Linked DNA regions of Danio rerio: all the other regions are linked to region 3. A link is a contact called in public Hi-C and HiChIP or PLAC-seq data. All regions are on one chromosome and are shown on one strand. Each heading gives the region's core, a stretch centred on a gene start, on an enhancer-like site or on the middle of the called end of the contact. The rest is flanking DNA. Distances are from core to core; before and after follow the strand shown.

Region 1 (2,728 bases), core at 74-2,573, 230 kb after region 3:
CACCTTTTCTCTAATAAATGCATATTTAAAGGTATTAATAAGAATTTAAAAAAACGTTTTGCACACTCTAAAATACTTTTTATGATTGTACTTATAAAAAATACAATTATGATCCATCAAAAAAGATGACAAAATTATTATTATTATTATTAATAAATGTAATCATTTAATAAATTGTGGTTAATTAGTAATAAAATAATCTTTATTTGTTAAAACTATTTTTTGCAATTGCACAATTAGAATAAAAATAAAATTATTAATGACAAAAATTCTGTAATTTAATAATAAAATGATCTATAGTAAATTGTGGTTAATTGTTAATAAAAATGTATTCAAGGTTAAACAATCCCTTAAATTGCACAATTAGAGTAAAAAATACAATTATCAATGACAAAATATATGTAATTTATTAATAAAATAATTGTAATTAATGTAATTATTTAATAAAATGTGTTTGGACTGTAGGGGAAACCAGAGCACCCGGAGGAAACCCATGCCAACATGGCAAGAACATGCAAACTCCACACAGAAATTCCAACTGTCCCAACCGAGGCTCGAACTAGTGACCTTCTTGTTGTCAGGCAATTGTGCCATCCACTGCATCAATTAGTGATAAAATTATTTTATTTTTAATTAAAAGAATCTCTTGTAGTTGCACAATTACAGTAAAAATAAAATATTAATGACCAAAAACTGATGGAATTTAAAATTAAAAATATCAAATGTAATTATTCAATAAATTGTGGTGAATTAGTGATAAAATAGTTTGTATTTATGATTAAACAATCCCATGTAATTGCACAATTATTCTATAATTAATATTATTATTAAATGTAGCTATTTAGTAAATTAGGATGAAATAATAAAAAATATTAATTGCACAATTGCAAAGATAAAATTATTATTAAAATATTTAATAAATAGAGGTTAATCACTAATAAATACATTTTTATTTATGATTAAACAGTCCCTTTAAACCCAGAAAGCTCTGTATGCGTGCCCCACATTGAGTCTCCCGTCTTCGTTAATTTATTTGTCTCATTATGCTCGAACAGAAGCTGTGACTTGGCATGACACGATGCATCTGTCACTGTCCATCACTTTCTGTTGCTGAGCAGGAAGACCTCGGTTTGGGGTTACGCTTTCATTGGCTTCACCCTCTCCATATTTAGACTGATCTTCATTCAGGCCTTCTGTCGATAAGTAATGCCCGGCTCACTGGCGCAACGTCTTAACGTCTCCCTTTCCACAGAAATCACCCCCAAAACCTCGGCCAGCTGCAGTCCTGCCCCAGAATCCCCCCTGAGCTCGGCTGAGGAGTCTGTGAAGAGCCAGCAGGAGGAGCAGATGTGCCGATCCTCCGTCCAGGAGCCCAGCGAAGCCTCCGAGTCTCAGCCCGGGACGCCGCTGCCGCTGCCTCTGCCGGGACAGGCCGGTCTCAGCATTCAGGAGATGGTGGCCATGTCAGCCGAGCTGGACACGTACGTCATCACGAAAAAAGTCAAAGAAGTCCTCACTGATAACAACCTGGGTGAGTGTGTTAGCAAAACAGAAGATGATCAGTGTATTGTTTTTATTATTGCAAAGAGATATAATTCACAACATCAAGGCAAGACAGGTTTGTTTCAAACGCACTTTTCATACACAAAATGGTCATTCAAAATGCTTTACATAAACAAAAATTAAATAAACAAGGAAATAAAAACGATTAAGAGGATTGAAACGTATTAAAAACATTTAAAATGTGTTAAAACAGGTTATAGAGCAATGAAAAAGAAAAGAAAGACCCAATAGTGCGATCTGTGGGATGTCGCACAGTGCTCATTCAGTAAAATAACAGCTAAACAGTGTTTTCAGTCTTGATTTGAATGTGCCTAATGGTGGAGCACATCTGATCACTTCTGGAAGCTGATTCCAGTAGCGGGGGGCGCTGTTAGTAGCTGATGGCAGATTCACCCTGCTTGGATTTTCTAGTTTATATAGTTTATATGATCCTAAAGATCTGAGTGATCTGTTAGGTTTGCATTCAGTGAGCATATCTGTTATGTATTGAGGTTCTAGACCAGGGGTGCTCAATCCTGTTCCTGGAAATCTACCGTCCTGCAGATTTCAGTTGCTACCCATATCAAACACACCTGCCTGTAATTATCAAGTGGTGTTCAGGTCCTAATTAATTGGTTCAGGTGTGTTTGATATGGGTAGCAACTGAAATCTGCAGGAAGGTGGCTCTCCAGGAACAGGATTGAGCACCCCTGTTCTAGGCCATATAGTGATTTATAGAAGAGTTATTATACTTTAAAATCTATTCTGAATGTGACTGGGAGCCAGTGTAAAGACCTGAGGACAGGTGATGTGCTCTGATTTTCTGGTCCTGGTCATATTTCTGGTAGCAGCAGTCTGGATGAGCTGCAACTGTCTGACTGTCTTTTTGGGAAGGCCGGTGAGGAGTCCGTTACAGCAATGATCCTCAACCACCGGGCCGCTGACCGGTATACAGTTGGTCCATGGATCAATTGGTACCGGGCCGCACAAGAAATCTTTAATTATTTGCAATTTAATTTATTATCCTAGTCTGAACGATCTTTTATTTTGAAAAGTCTTTTAATATGAAAAATGACCAAATTCTTTGGGTTGCATCTCGGTCACTTGAGCGGCCAAATTTAACCCACAAGCTGTAAGATGAGTAAGAAACTGACGTCTTTGGAAAGTTTCTAAAAGTTGGGTAAAA
Region 2 (2,700 bases), core at 2-2,501, 150 kb after region 3:
GTTGAGTCAAATAGAGTAGAATAACGATGAAGGGTACAATATTGTTAAAATGAAGTCATATTTCATCTAGAAGTAAGAACTTTATCAACCTTTAAAGTTATTTTTTTTTTTAGATAATAATGCCATCTAGACTATGTGGGTGGGAAAAAACTAATGTTAACATCTCAAACTCCCAACATCATCGACTTTCTCTTTAAGATTTAAAGGACTAGCATTGCACCAGAACCCTTTAAGTGGTTTCGTTTGAAAGTGTAGAAGCTATATTTTATGCACATATGCATCACTTTGGTTTTTATTCTACTGTACAAAAGTTATTTACACTTAAATACCCAGTGTTTTGGATGATGCAACGGCAGCCATATCGGCCAGACCGCACACCACATACCAGCTGATTGATGAAGAGGAGACAGAGTGATGAAATCAATTATGATATAAGGATGGTTATTAGGCCATGATAGACAGAGGTCAGTGGAAAAATTTGGCCAGTATGCCGGGGTTAAACCCCTACACTTTTTTTGAAGGACATCCTCAGATTTTTAATGAACACAGAGAGTCGAGACCTCAGTTTAACGCCTAATCCGAAAGACGTCGCTCATTGAGCAGTATAGAGTCCCTTTCACTATACTGGGGCATTAGGACTCACACAAACCACAGGTTGAGCACCCCTGCTGGCCTCACTAACACCACTTCCGGCAACAACCAAGCTTTCCCATGTAGTCTCCTATTCAGGTACTGACCATGCACAGCCTTGCTTAGCTTCAGATGGCGACCACAGGAGAGTTACAATGAGCTAGCTGTCGGCTAATTCATTCATTTATCCACCTGATGTGTAAAGTACAGCATAAACTCAACCGATTTAAGAGTTACCGCTAGGTTTTGGAAGTTATCATCTTTTAAAATTCAATTTTGTCTTTGAATCATCCGTCCAGAAAACATCACTCCTATTTTTGTCTCTCATATCCCATCCTGTCGTTTCACCCTCCCTTTCCTCTTTCTTTTTTTTCTTTCTTTCCGAGTTCAGTCTGAAGGAAGGATGGTATCAGCTGCAAAGAGTGTGTATTTGGTGTGTGCGAGTGTGTATTTGGTCTGTTTGTGTGTGTGTGTGTGTGTTTCTTGGGTTCAGGGTGAAAAGAGGAGCAGGGTTCAGTCGAGCGTAATAATGGAATGCTTCAATTCGCTCCGCTGTTTGTATGCGACCTCTCTCTCTCTCTCTCTCTCTCTCTCTTTTCCCCCTCCCCCATGATCCTCCCCCACTCTCAGACGTGTTGGCGGTGGAATGTCCGCCTTTCTTACAGGCCCGCGAGGTGTCTGTCGTCCCAGCCATCTATCTTGTTCTCTCTCTCTTAGGGCTTTGTGTTGTGCTGAAATTTTAATCTGGTTCTTTCTCTTTTCCAGCCCAGACTCCACTCTCATCCCTCCACAGGACCTCCTCATTAACGTAGTGCCAGCTACAGTAACTACAGCTGGCACAGACGTGGGCACCGGCCCATGCATGCCCACACAAACACACGCCAGTGCTGATACTTCAGTATGTTTTTTAAATGCTGAGGTGAAGTCTAAAAATGATAAGCAGCATTCTTAGAGTCCACATATCAGTCAATGTTTGCATTTTCCTACATGTTTCAATTTTTTGTTTTTGAGTTTGTTTTTCGATTTGAAGTCAAATACTTTGGATGTAGCTAAACATTAACATGCATTTTAACTTTTTTTTAAACTTTATTTATTCTGTTTTTGTAGATACATTTTCATTTGTGTGTCTCAACTTGTTTTTTTATACACTCATAATTTACTAATTTCGTTTTTACATTCATTCATTCATTTTCTTGTCGGCTTAGTCCCTTTATTAATCCGGGGTCGCCACAGCGGAATGAACCGCCAACTTATCCAGCAAGTTTTTTACGCAGCAGATGCCCTTCCAGCTGCAACCCATCTCTAGGAAACATCCACACACACACTCATACACTACGGACAATTTAGCCTACCCAATTCACCTGTAGCGCATGTGTTTGGACTGTGGGGGAAACCGGAGCACCCAGAGGAAACCCACGCGAACGCAGATAGAAAATGCAAACTCCACACAGAAACGCCAACTGAGCCGAGGTTCGAACCAGTGACCTTCTTGCTGTGAGGCGACAGCACTACCTACTGCGCCACTGCCTCGCCCATTTTTACATTTATTTAATATTTTTATTTAATTGCTTTTAATTATTATTATTTATTTAACTCAATGTTATAAATATTCATATTTGATTATCAACATATTAAAGAGTGACTTCAAAATTAATTTAGCTCTTTAGTTTAATGCAGCAACTATTTTAGGATTTAATGTGGCTTTTTTACCTCAATTCATTGCATCTTTAAACAGATTCATGTTTAGCTCAGCATAGTAGTATTTAATGTTCATATTTGATCTGTTATGTTTAAAGTTATCTCAACGATAGTAATTTAACATCATATCAAAATAATATTTCTGTATTTAATCCCTCTTTACTGTTTTTTTACATATTTATCACTTTAATATATAATTTAACAATTTAGAAATGTTTTTATATTTTGAATATATCTAAATAGTTTTGTTTAAAAAGCTAGCTTTTTGTATTTAATCCCTCTTTAATTATTTAAAACATATTTAACATTTATTTCTTATATAATTTAACAGTTTAGAAATATTTTTATCAAAATTTTACTTTAAAGTTTTTT
Region 3 (2,714 bases), core at 39-2,538:
TCTACATCCGTAATCAATACTACTTTAATAACTATTAATAAGCAGCAAATCGGGAGTTTATTGAGCTAAAAGTTTGTCAATAGTGAGAACTTTACCTTAAAATAAAGTGTGATCATAATAACAATAGATGTTATTAATACTTAATAATTTGAATAACTCTCAATAAATGATGAATTCATGTAATCAGCATAATCACCAGGAAGATTATAAGCTAAAATGCGATTGGTTATTTCTATATAATAATAATAATAGTAATAATAATAATAAATTTACATCCTCGACAGTCTATCATCACTAAATCAATTGAGCACTAATTCAATATTATTTAGGATCATCACTATTAACTGTGAACAATTGTGAAGACTGAAGAGGCGATACCATGTGCATCCAAAAGAGGGCGCTGCTCTCCAAGTTCAAGATCAAAAGCAGTATTTACAATTCATCAGGAATCGACCGGACAAGGGTTTATGTTATAACATTAAAATCACCTAATGCCTCCATCTTAAACCCCCGTCCATTACCATTTTAAATGCACATCGCTTGATGCACTATTTATACGGGGAACAGTCAAGCTGTGTTTCTATTTATTCAGGCTATCGATCACCGTCTCCACATTCTTCACGCAAGAATGCCCATAAAATCAATATAATAGATGTATTGGTTTCAGAGTACAAACAGGAGGGAACTGGACACATACACACACACATACTTAAACGCCAGCAAAAATATTACAAGACAAGACGCGAGAACATCCTGTATATTTATAGTATAAGAAGATTAAAGATCAAAACTAAATCAAAAATCAATATATCAGGTGTTCGTTCACACACACAAACAGGCCCAGAAGGTTGTTCGTTTGACCATGAAAAGCATAAGCCGCGCGTTGGGCTCGCGTTGTGTCCGCGTTCCTCGCGTCACGTCTGATCAGCGTCTCGTAATATCTATCTCTAGCACGAGATAAAAAATCAATAACCGTATAAACTCTCTCCTTGTAGCGGATGAAAACGTATCCAGCGCCCCCCTCCCGAACCACAGGGAGCTCGATTGAAGACGGGAACTCCATCCCGCGTTTTCTGCCTTTTATTCAGGACGCTCTCAATAATTGTTTTCAGTAGCCCTATTCAATATCGCAGGTTCGGTCGATAACTCCGTTCCGCGCGCGCCCGCGACGTTCGATCTGCTCCGCTCCGTGTTTTGCGCGCGCTCCCCCGCCTCTCTTTCTCTCTCTCTCGCTCTCTCTCTCTCTCTGAACTCCAGCCCCTCTCGCGCTCTCTCTATCAGCCTTTCATTCCGTCTCAATATGTCTCAAGATGGCGGCCAATGCGGGATCGATGTTTCAATATTGGAAACGCTTTGATTTGCAGCAGCTCCAGGTCAGCTCCCTTTCGCTTTGTACTCGCTGTGTTTGCCGGTAAGCCGGTCCCGGGGAGCGTCGCGCGGAGAGGCTGGCGCGTCGCTCTCGCGTCGGCTCGTTCACCGGGTTCGGTGCCCATTGATTAAAGCGGCTCTCTCGCGCTGATCGGAAATTGATCCTCTTTGTTCAATTCCCATCGATCAACCATCACGGTCAAGGTGGATGCGGCCACTTTGGCAACAAGAGCATGAAGGTTTCCCTATTCTTTCCCGCTCCTTTCCGTCCCCGGGATGTTTTGGGAATAGTTTGTGCCGAAGAGATTTAGATAGTATGTTTGTGGAAATAATTTTGTGTTTAGAAGTGTGTCGCGCTACACGGGTGGCGCTGTGCTGGACCGAGACGTTATTGCTTAGTAACGAGAGAGGTGTTTTTAGTGTGCCTTCCTTTCTACATTTCACTCATTTATTTGGATTTTTTGGTCTGTTAGCACTTTTTGATGTGACTTTATGAAGTTTATGAAGTTAGCAAACGCAGAAGTTCGGCTTCGGTAGTTCAGTTAAAAGTCAAGACGGAATTAGCTGCTAAAACCTGCGCCAGACAGGAACAATTAAACAAAACAATAAACAAACACGAACCTTTTTCGTGTGTGTGTTAAACATAGACGTAAAACTTTTTAGTTTTATAAGCGTTATTTCATTATTCCGTTCCTGGGGGTGTAATATATAGCTCGTTAAAACGAGTAAGCACAATTTCACTGTGTATTTTTTATTTATTTACCCATAACTTCAACAGAAATGTGCATTTATATGCAGGTGGGAACGGAAAGATTCGCTTCGCCGTGTTTGTTTTGGTTTATTGTTGTTGTTTCTCCAATCGATTAGTTGTCAGAACTCTTCTTTCGTTGTTCGTAATGTTCGTGCTGTTGGTGTATGAAAGTGCATTTGTCGCGTTTGGTTAGGCATAAACAATAGACTCATGATTGTATCAATTATTGATTGAGAGTTTATGTATTTATGAACTGAGGTCTCAGAGCATAGCTTAAAAAATCGCTGTCCTATTTTCTGATCGAACTTCATATTACCTATTACCATTTATACATCTTCATAAACATCAGGAGTCATTAAAAATCAATACACTATTATTTCAAAATCAATATCACTCGATAGTAGCAACGATTTTTTAAAGAAATAAATCTAAACTAGATGTGTCAGTGTTATAATTATAGCAAATGATTTCTGTGTTTACATATTTTTGTCAGTAGCCTGTAAAACTAAAGGAAATAACTTCATATGTGCGTGTTGCAATATGTTCTGGGATGCTTTTCAGTTTTGTGTAACATTAATCTGTTATAGTCAAACAT
Region 4 (2,779 bases), core at 127-2,626, 200 kb after region 3:
GTTGTCTCATACTTTTTATTTTTTAATTTGATTTAAAGCTTTTTAAAGCAGAAACAAATGTATATATAATATGAAAATATATTTAGCTAAATGTTTCTGAAGTATTATAGGAAAAAAGAGAAAATTATATTAGATTTTTAATTTAAATCATCAAACTACAATGCAACTGTGAAAGTTATGAATTCATGCACAATTTTGTTGACTGCATAAGCTGCAAAAGTTTTCTAATTAACATAATTAAATTATTTAAGCCTTTGAATTGCACTTTAAACTGAATATTTTGTATAATAACTAGTAGAAAAATTAAGTCTTCATGGCAAAGAAAATTAGTAAATTAGTTATTAGAAATGAGCAATAAATAACAACTATAACGTTTACTAATTAGTGCTACAGTATAATCACGAATTCAAAATGAACGTTTTTGACAATATATGTGTGTGGTGTACTTTGTATATTTATTATTCATATATAAATACACAAGTGCATGCATATATTTATATGAAGTATATTTATATATAAAGGTTTGTTTAAGACTGCATAAGCTGCAAAAGCTTTCCGATGATACTGACACTTTACTGATGTAGACAAATATGCTTAATTAGCTAAATTAGCTAATTACTGTTTTCATAGTGACGCATATAAATCAGCACAAAATATCAAGCAATTCCACGTCAGCAAATGTAAGATGCAGTGATGCTGATCGAACACAGGCCTTAAAAAAACCAAATCTCTCATTCTTACTGTTGAGCCCTGGAAGTTGATTGGACAAATTGCCAGCATTGCCGTTTAGGGCTTGGTCTTACTTTTTATTTCTATCTTCCGCCACTTGTTTTCCAACAGAGAACCCAGGCCAGAACCTGAACAGAGTGTTTCAGGATGTTCCGAAGCGAAGAGGCGGCTCTGAAGGCTCCACGCGGCCAGGTCTGTCTCTCACGCCTTCCCCATCTCGTGTTATGGCTTTCTGGAGTGTCAGATCCGCTGTGTCTGTGTGTTTTTGTTGTGCTGGTCTGTTTCTTCTCAATTCTCTGGCCTGGAATCTGTTGCAAAACAAGTGAGCGAGACCGACAGACAGACAGGACTTTAAAAAAATAAGCTGCAATCCAATCAGGAGGCGGCTTTTTACAATAAATGCTACACCTTTGACTTTACAGATTAGTCTCAAACTCTTAACTACTCAATCACGGAGGTCTTTCGAGAAGCCTGTCCTGTTATTTGGTGGTCAGCTTGTGTGTATAAATGTGCATGTGTGTGTGTGTGGCAGAATTCTTCAGGCAGATCCACAGTGCCACCACATTACAACTGGTGGTTGAGTCTCCCCCAGGGCGGCGCTGTGGGTGGCTGTGTGTATGTATGTGTGTGTGTGTGTGAGAGAGAGAGAGAGAGGGCGAGAGAGCATTACTTCCACCTCACACACACACGTCCAGCTGCTCTCCTCACACACCAGTGATTCTGACCTTGCCCTGCTGCCCACTGCTCATCGGGCGCTTTCTCCTCTGCCACTTTTTCCCTTTTCTCTGCATATTTATTATTATTGCGCCGACCCGTCTGATGATACTTCCACACTGAGCTCTGTTGTTTCTCATGGACTTTGGCCAAATTCGCGCCGGCTCTTTGTTGTGTGGACTGGTGGAGGACAGGAAACTGTTTGAGTCATTGCGCAGGAAGTGCTGCTGTAGCCGCCGGCAGTGCAGGTGCTGATACACACAGTCTTATTATTATTATAGACAAGTCAATGATTGCGAATGGGTTTTTGGATCTTGAGTTTGGTTGCATAAAATGAAAAGGTGCCTATTTTTGAGAGCAGTATAAGCCTGCGTTTGTGTTTCACTGCTTGCTTTGTCTTTCTGAAATAGTAATGATAAAAAGTCACACTTTACAATAAGGTTTCATTAGTTGTTGTATTTACTAACATGAACTAAGTATGAACAATACTTGTAGAGCATTTATTATTCATACTTCAACATCAACACTTACTAATGCATTAATAACATACCTGTCAACATTGGGATGTGAAAATAGGGAATTTGCCCCCCTCCTCCTTTAAAAAAATCCCCAAATTACTAAATATGTTCATTTGAAGCGGTTCCATTGTAAATAAACAGTTGAATGGTCAGTAATATGTTTTATTGTTATTATTTACAAAAGAAAAAATACATTTATACATTAGCAGCAAATACATTAGCAAACAGTTCAGCTTATTAAAATTAATAGCTGTTATAATGAAATAAAATCAAGCCATCAAATCTCAATAGCCGTTTTTTCACTGTATAACTATATATACAGTGTATATATAACTCATTCTGATTAAAGAGCAACCGATGAATCTCTTATTTATTTAGATTTTTTCGTTTGATCACATTAAATAACAGGCGTCACTTTAAACATGCACATATCTAACAATATAATGAAGGCATTCGACTGCTTTCCTCATTTTTATGCTCATTTAAGACGGAATTAATTGTGTTTGAAAAAAAAAAAACACCAAGATCGACATCTTTAGATATTATTATTATTTATTATGTGTGTATGTTACAGAGTTTCGCTCCGCTTTAAATTGCGTGTACAAAATCCGTTTGGGAAACAGCGTCTGTTTATCACTATGAAGCGCGTTAGCTGATTGTCATGCACCATTATATGACTGTTTTGAGGATTGCATAAGAGGGGTGATGGCACCTGTAATGAAAAAGAAGGGAATTGCGCCATTTTTATGTTTATTTATTTTAAGTGTTTACGTGCCTAATTAAAGCGAAAGCACAGAACAGACTCACATTTAAGAGCA

What was found. A called contact is a pair of places that touch in the nucleus more often than the background predicts. HiChIP or PLAC-seq counts read pairs in DNA pulled down with a chosen protein or histone mark.
Region 1: an H3K4me3 HiChIP or PLAC-seq map of embryo shows a contact between it and region 3, with 8 times the contacts expected there. The contact joins the enhancer-like site here to the promoter of cux1a in region 3. A contact is called at or near these places in 6 of 18 Hi-C or Micro-C datasets (caudal fin, embryo, hematopoietic stem cells and 1 more) and 3 of 4 datasets of contacts at active chromatin or transcription factors (caudal fin, embryo and gastrula embryo).
Region 2: an H3K4me3 HiChIP or PLAC-seq map of embryo shows a contact between it and region 3, with 2.8 times the contacts expected there. The contact joins the enhancer-like site here to the promoter of cux1a in region 3. A contact is called at or near these places in 3 of 18 Hi-C or Micro-C datasets (caudal fin, embryo and an unstated tissue) and 4 of 4 datasets of contacts at active chromatin or transcription factors (caudal fin, embryo, gastrula embryo and 1 more).
Region 4: a Hi-C map of an unstated tissue shows a contact between it and region 3, with 3 times the contacts expected there. The contact joins the enhancer-like site here to the promoter of cux1a in region 3. A contact is called at or near these places in 2 of 18 Hi-C or Micro-C datasets (hematopoietic stem cells and an unstated tissue) and 2 of 4 datasets of contacts at active chromatin or transcription factors (caudal fin and gastrula embryo).

What each region holds. Positions count from the first base shown.
Region 1 is chr10:37,922,561-37,925,288 of GRCz12tu, reverse strand. cux1a (cut-like homeobox 1a) reads left to right here. Exons shown (of 24, transcript XM_073914978.1): 21 at 1,253-1,531. Among named protein-coding and RNA genes, the nearest start is that of dnajc30a, 29 kb to the right of the region's middle. Within about 2 kb of position 1,323, at least 3 of the 62 cell types and tissues checked have an H3K27ac peak or open chromatin away from gene starts, as enhancers often do. A contact at or near this core is called in skeletal muscle, where this site is marked.
Region 2 is chr10:38,001,317-38,004,016 of GRCz12tu, reverse strand. The region is part of intron 8 of cux1a (cut-like homeobox 1a); the gene reads left to right. Among named protein-coding and RNA genes, the nearest start is that of dnajc30a, 110 kb to the right of the region's middle. Within about 2 kb of position 1,251, at least 34 of the 62 cell types and tissues checked have an H3K27ac peak or open chromatin away from gene starts, as enhancers often do.
Region 3 is chr10:38,154,806-38,157,519 of GRCz12tu, reverse strand. cux1a (cut-like homeobox 1a) reads left to right here and starts at 1,288. Exons shown (of 24, transcript XM_073914978.1): 1 at 1,288-1,373. The coding sequence starts at 1,311.
Region 4 is chr10:37,956,903-37,959,681 of GRCz12tu, reverse strand. The region is part of intron 15 of cux1a (cut-like homeobox 1a); the gene reads left to right. Among named protein-coding and RNA genes, the nearest start is that of dnajc30a, 63 kb to the right of the region's middle. Within about 2 kb of position 1,376, at least 11 of the 62 cell types and tissues checked have an H3K27ac peak or open chromatin away from gene starts, as enhancers often do.